Regions from separate parts of the Mus musculus genome. Here region 1 is linked to region 2. The links are chromatin contacts, called in public Hi-C maps. All regions are on one chromosome and are shown on one strand. Each heading gives the region's core, a stretch centred on a gene start, on an enhancer-like site or on the middle of the called end of the contact. The rest is flanking DNA. Distances are from core to core; before and after follow the strand shown. Region 1 overlaps Gm36924 (a long non-coding RNA gene). Region 2 overlaps Msra (methionine sulfoxide reductase A).

Evidence for each region. Hi-C and Micro-C count contacts between places; a contact is called where the count stands out from the background.
Region 1: a Hi-C map of the N1E-115 cell line shows a contact between it and region 2, with 7 times the contacts expected there. The contact joins two enhancer-like sites. A contact is called at or near these places in 5 of 484 Hi-C or Micro-C datasets (the N1E-115 cell line and embryonic stem cells) and 1 of 115 datasets of contacts at active chromatin or transcription factors (embryonic stem cells).

Annotation. Positions count from the first base shown.
Region 1 is chr14:64,625,334-64,630,193 of GRCm38.p6, reverse strand. The region is part of intron 1 of Gm36924 (a long non-coding RNA gene); the gene reads right to left. Among named protein-coding and RNA genes, the nearest start is that of Gm36924, 3.2 kb to the right of the region's middle. Within about 2 kb of position 1,858, at least 42 of the 459 cell types and tissues checked have an H3K27ac peak or open chromatin away from gene starts, as enhancers often do. A contact at or near this core is called in the N1E-115 cell line, where this site is marked.
Region 2 is chr14:64,307,914-64,312,525 of GRCm38.p6, reverse strand. All of the region lies in intron 2 of Msra (methionine sulfoxide reductase A), which reads left to right. Gm52131 (a long non-coding RNA gene) reads left to right here. Exons shown (of 2, transcript XR_003951179.1): 1 at 1-4,124; 2 at 4,604-4,612. Among named protein-coding and RNA genes, the nearest start is that of Gm52131, 3.5 kb to the left of the region's middle. Within about 2 kb of position 2,440, at least 89 of the 459 cell types and tissues checked have an H3K27ac peak or open chromatin away from gene starts, as enhancers often do. A contact at or near this core is called in the N1E-115 cell line, where this site is marked.

The sequences.
Region 1 (4,860 bases), core at 609-3,108, 320 kb before region 2:
GTCTAGCTTACTGCTTTATAGGCTGAAAGACTAAGATGGCACGGTGCCCTCATTTCAGCTTCCTTGGCTGTGTTGTTTGGTATCAGCATGAGCAGGACACTTAGAGGGTGAAGTGGGAACCAGAATGCCACCTAGACTTTCCAGCTCGCTCCATCAACAATCAATCCCGTCACAGGATGAAGTCCCAGTGAGCTACTCACCTTCCACAAGGACCCAGCTCTCTTCCTCCCTCCCTCCCTCCCTCCCTCCCTCCCTCCCTCCCTCCCTCTCTCTTTCCCTCCCTCCCTCTCTCTCTCCCTCCATTCCTCCCTCTCTCCATCCCCCCCTTCATCCCTTTCTTTCTAGAGATTTTTGGGTTTGGGTTTCTTTCTAAAGATTTACTTATTTCAGTTTTACGTTTTGTTTTGTTTTGTTTTTTGCCCTGATCACTTGCATGCAGTACCAGCAATGGCCAGAAGAGGGTACTGGACCAGAAGAGGGTACTATGGCTGGAGTTACAGACAGTTGTATGCCACTGTATGAGTGCTGGGAACTGAATCCAGGTCCTCAAGAAGAGCAGTCAGTGCTCTTGACCTCTGAGCCTTTTCTCCAGCCCAAGAAAACTCTTAAAGGTTCCATTCTCACATAGCCACAGTGGAGGCCAGACTTCCAACATGGGTTCTGCGGAAGGATAAACTATATTCAAACACAGTTGGTCTTGTCCCCCTCCCCTCCCCCCCACCCGGGCCCTGTAATTAGCTCGGGCTATGTAGTGAGATTCTGTTTCAAAACAAAACAAAACAAAACGACACAACACAACACCCAAAACCAAAACCAATAGTAGGGAGCTGGGGCTGTAGCTTAGTAGGTAGAACACTTTCCTCACACGCTTGAAGCCTGGTTTATGTCTGTAGTGTCAAATAAACTGGGCATGGTGCTGAAAAACCAGCACTTCCTGTGAAGGTAGGAGAATTAGAAGTTCAAAGTTACCCTCAGTTACATAGTGATTTTGACACCAGACGGGGCTTGGTGAGACCCAGTCTACAGAACAAAACCCAAACCCTCCATACTTTCCTGTGTGACTTCCAAGGTAGCTCAGGTGAGTGCCTGGAGAGATGGCTCAGCAGTGTAGAGTCTTTGCTGCTCGTGCAAAAGACCCGGGTTCTGTTCCCAACACCCACACAGAGGCTCATAACTGGCTGTAGTTCCAGTTCCAGGGAATCTAATACCCTTTTCTGACCTCCACAGGCACCAGGTACATATGTGGTGCATACATATACATGCAGGCAAAATACACATAAGCATAAAATAACACAAGAAATAAATCTATGAACAAGTAAATCTATTAAATAAGTAAAGAGTAACCGGCAAACAAATAAACAAATGCTCACCCGACTGGCACAGGTCTAATTGTCCAGTTCCTGAAAGGTCAGGATCAGAAACTGCCTGTCTCTCCTGGGGTTAACCTGTCTTTATTCTCTAGCTAGGGTGTTTATTCAGCATTTTAGGAGGAGAAAGCCACCCAGGTGTTGTATCTATAGGCCAATGAGATGAGAGAGGACCCTGATGGGCCAGGTAGGAGGTAAGAAGACCCCAATTCATCATCGTAGCTGTACATAATATACCCTGAACTAGAGCCTGCTTTGGCCAACCAGAGGTCAGCAGACAGGAAGGGCACTCAGCTGAGGTGACCTGCAGTGCTTGTGTATGTGGAGTGAAGGAGCCAGCCTGGTCCAAACCAAGGGAAACATAGAGAGTGAGCGACAATAGTAACCATGAGGTGTCTTATAAGGCGTGGTGTGTCTTATAAGGCGTGGTGTGGTGCGGGGGAGGGAAGGAGGACACTGTTGTACAGGGCGGGAGCAGAGGGCAGAGTGGCAGGGCAGACGTGCCTGGCGGTGTGATGGGGGCTGGGCAAAGTGATCACACCCAGCCAGACTCTGCTGTGAGTGTAGAGCTGAGAGGATTTCCTGTTGGTCATGGGATAAAGAAGGCACTATCGTCTTCACCCAGTGCTCAGTCCAGTGGTGGCATAGAGTACATTCACGCGGAGCACCGTGCATGCGTGCGGGGGTGGGGGGCGGAGCAGGGAGGGGGAAGAGAGGAGGAGGAGGGGAAGGGGAGAGGGATCTTTCATGTAGCCAGACTAGCCTCAGATTCCCATCGGTTACAGGTAGTTGCTGCCATACTTAGCATTAGCATCCGCGGAGCCGTGTGATGGGTAAATCTGCTCCATCTGAGCTGGGTTTTCATAGCTCCCATGACCTTGACCTTCAGGGAAGAAATCCTCAATCCTTGTTCCAGTTATAAAATTCCAGTTATAAAACTGGAATGCCTCGCCTGCCCTTTAAATCAATCCCCAGACTTGTGAGATGGCCCAGAGGATAAAGGCACTTGCAGGCACTTGCTGTGCAAGTTCTATGACCTGCGTTCATCCTTGTTACCCACACAACAGAAGGAGAGAGCAGCCTTCAAAACGTTTTTCTCTTACCTCTACCCAATACACCCTGGCATGAGTGTGCACTTCCACTCATACATAGAACAATTAAAATTAAAAATGAAATACACACACCACTCATGATGGCACCAAGCCTTTAATGCCAGAGCTCAGGAGGCAGATGCAGATGGAGCTCTGTGATCAGCCTGGTCTACATAGTAAGTTCCAGGAAGGCCAGGGCCACAAAACCAACCAACCAAACAAACAAACAGGAAAACCCCCAAACAAAAAACAAAACAAAGCAAAAAAAAATTATACACAAACCACAACTAATTCTCCCTTTCCTTTTCCTTGGTCATTACATTCTACTTCCTCTCTATGAACTTCACTGCCCTGGGGATCTCGTATGAGAGGAGTCATGTAGAATTTGCCCCTGTGACTGATTTAATTCTTTTAACCCAACATCCTTCAGGTTCTCCCAAGGTGCACTTCGGTGTTTAGCTGCTTGGAGGTAGTTTGCAAAGGCAGGGACTGCGGGGTGGGCCTTTCTCTGCTTTGCGGGCCGTGAGCGCCTCCTTGAGGCCATACGCAGAATCTTGTCCCTGAATTACTGCTAAAATGATGGTTGACCGGAAAAGTACGCACTTGGTTATATTTTAGCTTTTGTAGGTGAGTTGGCAAAGATGACCCTGAAGGAATGGCTCTGAGATAGGGAGTATAATATAACAGAAACTTTGAAAAGGATTGAGGCTCTCTTCCCTGAATGTCAAGGTCACAGGAGTTATGAAAACCGGGCACAAGCAGAGTATTTATACCAATCAACCCAGAGCAGCCAACTCGACAGAACTTGGAGACAAACAAGCAAATGCACAGAGGCTTTAAGTACATTCACTCTCTGTAGGGCTTTCTTGCATAAGTAATTATAGTCCCATGCAGGATGTTTTGCTGTTAATTCAGATATAGCCGGAGAAAACAGGATGGCCCAAGGGGCAAGAGGAAGTCTTTACTTCTTGCAAGATAGTCAAGGGTGAGAAGATTAAAGATAGCCTTGCCAGCTGGTAATGCTGTCAAGCTAGATTTGATGGAAACAGCTCACAGTTGATCAAGGTGCTTGGAGACTCATCCGAGCATCTGTAAGATAGCTCAGAGTGCTTGCCCAGCAGGCGTGCATTCACAGGAGTGCATGAACCAGGAACTCAAATGTCTGTAAGCCCCACGGAGAGGTGGAGTCAGGAGATTCAGGAGTTCAAGGTCAGCCTTGGTTATGCAGCAAGTTTGAGGCCATCTTGGCCAGCACAGGCTGTGTCTAGCTGTACTTATATTTTTCTGCACAGATTTTTTAAGGTCCAGGCTTATTTATTTATAGATAGAGTCTTACTCTGTAGCCTAGAGTGGCTTTGAACTCTGGTCTTAGTCTCCCTAGTTCCAGAATTACAGGAGTGAACCATCACCTGTCGCTTTTTTAGATTTATTAACTAAATCTAGGGACTTTTAGTGTTTGCTTGTTTTATTTTTGTTTTGTTATGCTCTGTTTTGCCTGATTGGTTGGGATTAAAGCTAGTCTGTCTAGCTTCAAAGGTTGGGGGGGGGGGGGAGTCAACATTAATACAACATCGCCACCTTGTGACTAACATGCTTTCTCAACGTGGCAGGCCTTAACCTCTGTCGTTCACTTACGGAGTTTGCAGTGCTGACTCCCAGACCTCCTGAGCTTTGTTGGTTGTTAGTCTTGACCATTAAATATGTACTATATGTAAACACACACACACACACACACACACACACACACACACACATCTAGGGCGCTGTGCACCCTCATTTCCTTCCTCTTACCATCTTTGTAAACTTTGGACAAAAGCCTCTGAAGAACTTACACCTTTCAACCTGAAATCTACATTTTAAAAACTAGGGACCTGTCTTTCACAGCGCTAGAAGGTTCTGTGCAAGACCCCAAAGGAGGAAAGCAATCGACACTCCTGGCCAGATGTCACCTCGATGAACCACAACCATGATTAGCCTGGCAAGGCATTTCTAAAGGTGCAATAGTGATAATCATATATCTAGGCATTTAGCGGCCTGCTCAAAGGAGGAAACTCTTGCTGGATATGGGAAATCTAACCAACCACCTGGGGCTAGTGATGTCATGGATCCTAGATGAGAGCCTATGCCTGCCATTTTGCCAGAACAACATACTACCTAGCCATATTTTAAATACTTGTTCTTTAAAAAAAACAAAAAGATTTATTTAATTATAAGTACACTGTCGATGTCTTTAGACACACCAGAAGAGGGCATCAGATCTCATTACAGATGGTCATAAACCACCATGTGGTTGCTGGGATTTGAACTCAGGACCGTTGGAAGAACAGTCAGTGCTCTCAACTGCTGAGCCATCTCTCCAGCCCTAAATGCTTGTTCTTATACCCCACAGGCAAGTGGAGCTT
Region 2 (4,612 bases), core at 1,191-3,690:
CAGTTGGGAAATTATGTAACAGGTATCCAGTGTTTCCTAACAGTCAATCTTGCTCCAACGGGCTATCACCATTTAAGATGTACCCACCTGTGGTTAAAAATCACTGTGCTTAGAAATGTAAACGGGTACTTCAGTTTCAGAAAAGACTTTATGTAACAATGAACACTCTGTATCTTAGAGTCTAGAATGTTCACTGGGATTTCTGATTTAGTCATATTAACCTTTGTACCCTGGCAGTTTCATTACCGTGAAATATCCTATTTATTGATGTGCATCATCCTTGTGATTATTTTTGTTTGTTTTAAGTCTCTCAAATTTGACAACCATGACAGGCTAGGAACTACATTCTGTATTGTTACAGTTTAAATCTGGAATGTCCCCAGAAGCTCAGCTGGTGGCACTGTGGGGAGAGGGGGAAGAGTGAAAGGAAGTTAAGTCATTGGGAGTGTGCCCTTGAAGCCACTATTGGGATCTTAGCCTGTCCTCCCCCATATCTGCTTACCAGCCACCATGAGATCATCAACTTTGCTGTACTATGGCCACCATGCCATGATCCTCTGCCTTACCACAGGTTTCAGATGATGAGCTGAACCATCATGGACTCAACCCATGAGCACTAACTTTTTTCTCAGGCATCTTTGACAGAGTGATGACTAATATCTTGTTGGGAGTGACAAGTGACACAGGTCTGTCTCAGCAGGCTGCTGTCCCCTGCAACGTAGTAGGAACTAACATTCACTGACCTCAGAGTTGAAAACATCAGGGCATGTGACTCTGTGCTGAGATTCCTTTTCTTTTCCATTCCTTATTGGTTTTCAGAGGTTTGCTACAACCCTACCAGAGTCTGACCTAGGGCAATACACCGCCCTCTCCATGCTTTAGCTTTCTGTTGAATGGATCTGGGGCCTCTCTAGGTCTGGGCCCTTTGTTCTACCTCCTCTCTACTCAAGACCTCAGACTCACCTGTCACCGGGAGCCTGGGAAGTGCACTGCAATTGGCCAACTGGCTGATAGGTGTGGTGTGAAAAAAAAAATGACTCCAAGTGTGGTAGCCATGCCTAGGATCCTGGCACTTGCATCAGGGTCAGAGGCAGCAGGGCTGCTATACATCTGAGTGCTCATTTGAAAAAAACAAACCACTGAACAAACAAAAGGAGACAGACCGCTTGCAGAATTCAAGTTCACAATATCTAAAGGGCAAAATTATACAGAACCCAAAATAGCATATGCCTGACATCTAAAAATTCTGTCTTTAGAAGTGCAGCTTGGCTCTCTCTGCTGCTTAAATGAAGTTCCCAATTTGGCTAAGTGTATGCAGTCATTGCACAATGGGGGTTCCAGAGCTTTCTGCTCCTTTCCTGTCACTTGTCCACCTGTCTATGGGAGAGGAGAGAACGGTTGGCGTGGGGAGGGCTCCTGTCATCTGGGTCACCTATAGCTACACGGAAAAGGCCAGATTGAGACAGCGCTTGACTTTCACCCTGCCAGCATTCAAGGGGCTGGTGGGCTAGCTAGGCAGTTGGCTCAGAGAGGTCATGTGACTTACTCAGGGTGGCCGGGCCTTTGGAGCAGGGTTTGAGCCAGAGACTACTTGGTTTGGAACTGACATCCTTTTTCTGATGTCACCTTTCTCTGCACTGCTTGAAGGAGCCTCACTAGGGCCCGATAGATTTAAAAAATGCCTTTCAGCCGGATCCACATACAAAAGCATGATTTCCAGCCAAGCCAATTTAGTAAATTGATTTGTAAACTCCTGTGTGTTCCCAGAGTGCTCTGAAGGACCCTTGAGATGCAGCTTTTGCTGGGAAAATGCAAAGACTCCTCCAGCTCTCCCCTACCCCCCTTCGATTTTAGTAGCAAATAATGCAGACAGCACTGGCTACATCTGCCTGCCTGTCAGTTACCCAGAGCAACAGTGGTACTTTTTACCTGTCCAAACTCCTCCTTCAGCCTTGGAGGTCTCAATACATTATGCCAAAACAGTGTCACCAACTGTAACTTCATCAAGTGACTGAAGAGTCCAATGTGCTGAGCGGAATGCCTGCATGGCAGCTTTATGGTTTGATCCAGTCTGCTGGTGACTGCGGAGCTGCAGTTAGCATTTAGATCGGCTTTGAGGGATCGAGGCCACACCGGTGTGAGAAAATACAGAGGTGTGTTGTGCCCAGCAATCAGAGACGGCTCCTTAAACGAAGTCCCTGGCATTCAGTCTCAGCAAGTTATTTTAAACTCAAGCTATTTTTTATTCTGCTTTTTGTTGTCTGTCAGTAACTATCTTTTCCCCAGGTCTTCTCCCGCTCCCTTCGTGGACTGGGCTGATGTTATGGGGAGGCCACAGCCTCAGGTCCCTGTTGCCCCTCAGGCTTGCTGCTAATGCTCACTCACAGGTTAGAGGCAGCTGACACTCTGCAAAAGTGAAAGCGAACATTTCGCAGTTACGCAATGCCTTTGTCTGTGCTGTCTGAGAGCGCCCTGTGGCCACCCTCCCTCTAATCTGCACAGTGTCCTGTGAAGTGGGCAGAGAAACAGAAGCATCTGGAGATGAAAGACTCAGCCAAGCTCCGAGCCTACTTTCTCCCTTCTGAGAACAACTTTGGCCAGATCTCCATGCCTGTCTCAGGAAGGTTTTTCTCCGCTCCCAATATCTTAATGAAAGTGACAGCTGGTGGCTGTGGGCCACTCTGTTCAGCAGAGCATTAGGCTATAGCCCCCAGGTCAGGGGAGTGTTGTCAGCTCAGAACAGCTACTCCTACTCTGGAAAATTCTCCACAGGCAAGAGGATCTATCAGAGGAAAAAAAAAAAAAGCTTACTAATGGAGAAGGCTGTGTGGTAAAGGAAGGACAAGAGATGCTGGTCATAACTAGAGTTGAAAGAGGAGTTATTTGACACTTTAGGGCTAGAGAGATGACTAGTGTTAAGAGCACAGTCCTCTTGCAGAGACCTGAGTTTGGTTCCCAGCACTCACGTTGGGTAGTTCACAAGCACTTGTAATTGCAGCCCAGGGAGATCTGATGCCCCCTGCTGGCTTCCTCATGTGCCTGCACTCATGCACACAGAGACTCACAAACAGGCACATATCCATACCCAGAATTTTTTTAAAGAACCTTTAAGATTTTAAAGTACAGTCTTTGAGCATCTATTTGCCACCCAAACCGTTACTTCCAAATCTGAAAGCTTGTCCTTGACAACAATGTCTAACTGCACATTGGTGTACACATGTAATGGCATGTAATATAGGGGCGTGAGATAGGAGGGTCACAAGTCCTATGCCAACCTGGGCTGTATAGTGAGAGAATGAGACTCTCATCTCAATTAAACTTTCCTTTTAAAGAAAAGGACTAGAACTTTAATGTTGATTGTTAGAAAGGGACAGCAGCTGCTGTCCCCTATTGTCTCTTAGGTTTCTAATGGCCTCATGGTAGATTTTTTGAGACAACCAGCTTCTGAGAGACCTATGATCTGTGTCAGGTTGTCTTGGGGGCCCTTCAACAAGGAGAACACATGCCAGTGTATCCTAAGACATCAGGGGACACGCTGATACCCTTGCCACCTGCTGACCTTGCCACCAGGGCCAGACCTCTGCAGGCCTTTCCCAAAGTAATATACAGAAAAACTGGTCACAGACGCATGGGGACCAGCAGCTGTCAGAGGCCTGATAATGTGCTCCACTCCTGGGGACACCTTTGTCACTTTGGAAGAATGAGTTCAGTGTCTCTATGAGGAACCCATCACGAGAACAGCACTCCCCTCCCCACCTGGAATTGTGACTTTTTTTTTCTTTAAACAGTCCTGGTTATTTGTTGGCCAGCTGAGAAAACAGACTTAGAAACAGCAGGCAATATGTCAGGCTTCAAAGGAAAATGTATTGGTGTCTCGCTGGCTTGCAGCCAACATTATGTTGGTAAATAATCAAATCCCGGTGCGGCGGGTTTCTCCCTGAACCTTGACTGAAAACTATTGAAGCTGGGTCTGGGAGGAGAAGAGTGGCAGCCACGCATTCCAGGGGAAAGGCTGAGGAGAATGACTGGGAATGCTTGTAATTAAGCAGGCCTTCTATGCCCACAAGACTGATGGGACAGCAAGCTAAGAACTGGAGCGAGCTTCCAAGATGAGGAAGCACTGGGTAATTAGATAGCACCTCTCCCTAGCTCAGTGGTCCTCACCCTTCCTAATGCTGTGACCCTTTAATACAGTTCCTCATGGTGTGGTGACCTCCAACCATAACACTATTTCATTGCTATTTCATAACTATAGTTTTGCTGTTATAAGCTGTAACGTGAATATTTGATTTGTAGGATATCTGATACATAACCCCTGTGGAAGAGTCATTTGACTCTTTCCCCTTAAGGGGATCATGACCCATAGGTTAAGAACTACTGCCCCAAGTCCTTTGAAGCACCTTCCAGGGCAGTCTTTAGTTATTGTAGACTTTTGTTTTTTGTTTTTGTTGTTTTCTTAAGACAGGATCTCATATATCCCAGATTGGCTTTGAAGTCACTAAGTGGCTAGGAGTCAAGGATGACCTTGAACTCATGATCCCCCTACCTCCAGCTTCTTAGTGCTAGGCTTCTAGGCATGCACCTCTGCGTTCCCGTTATGCAGGACTGAAGA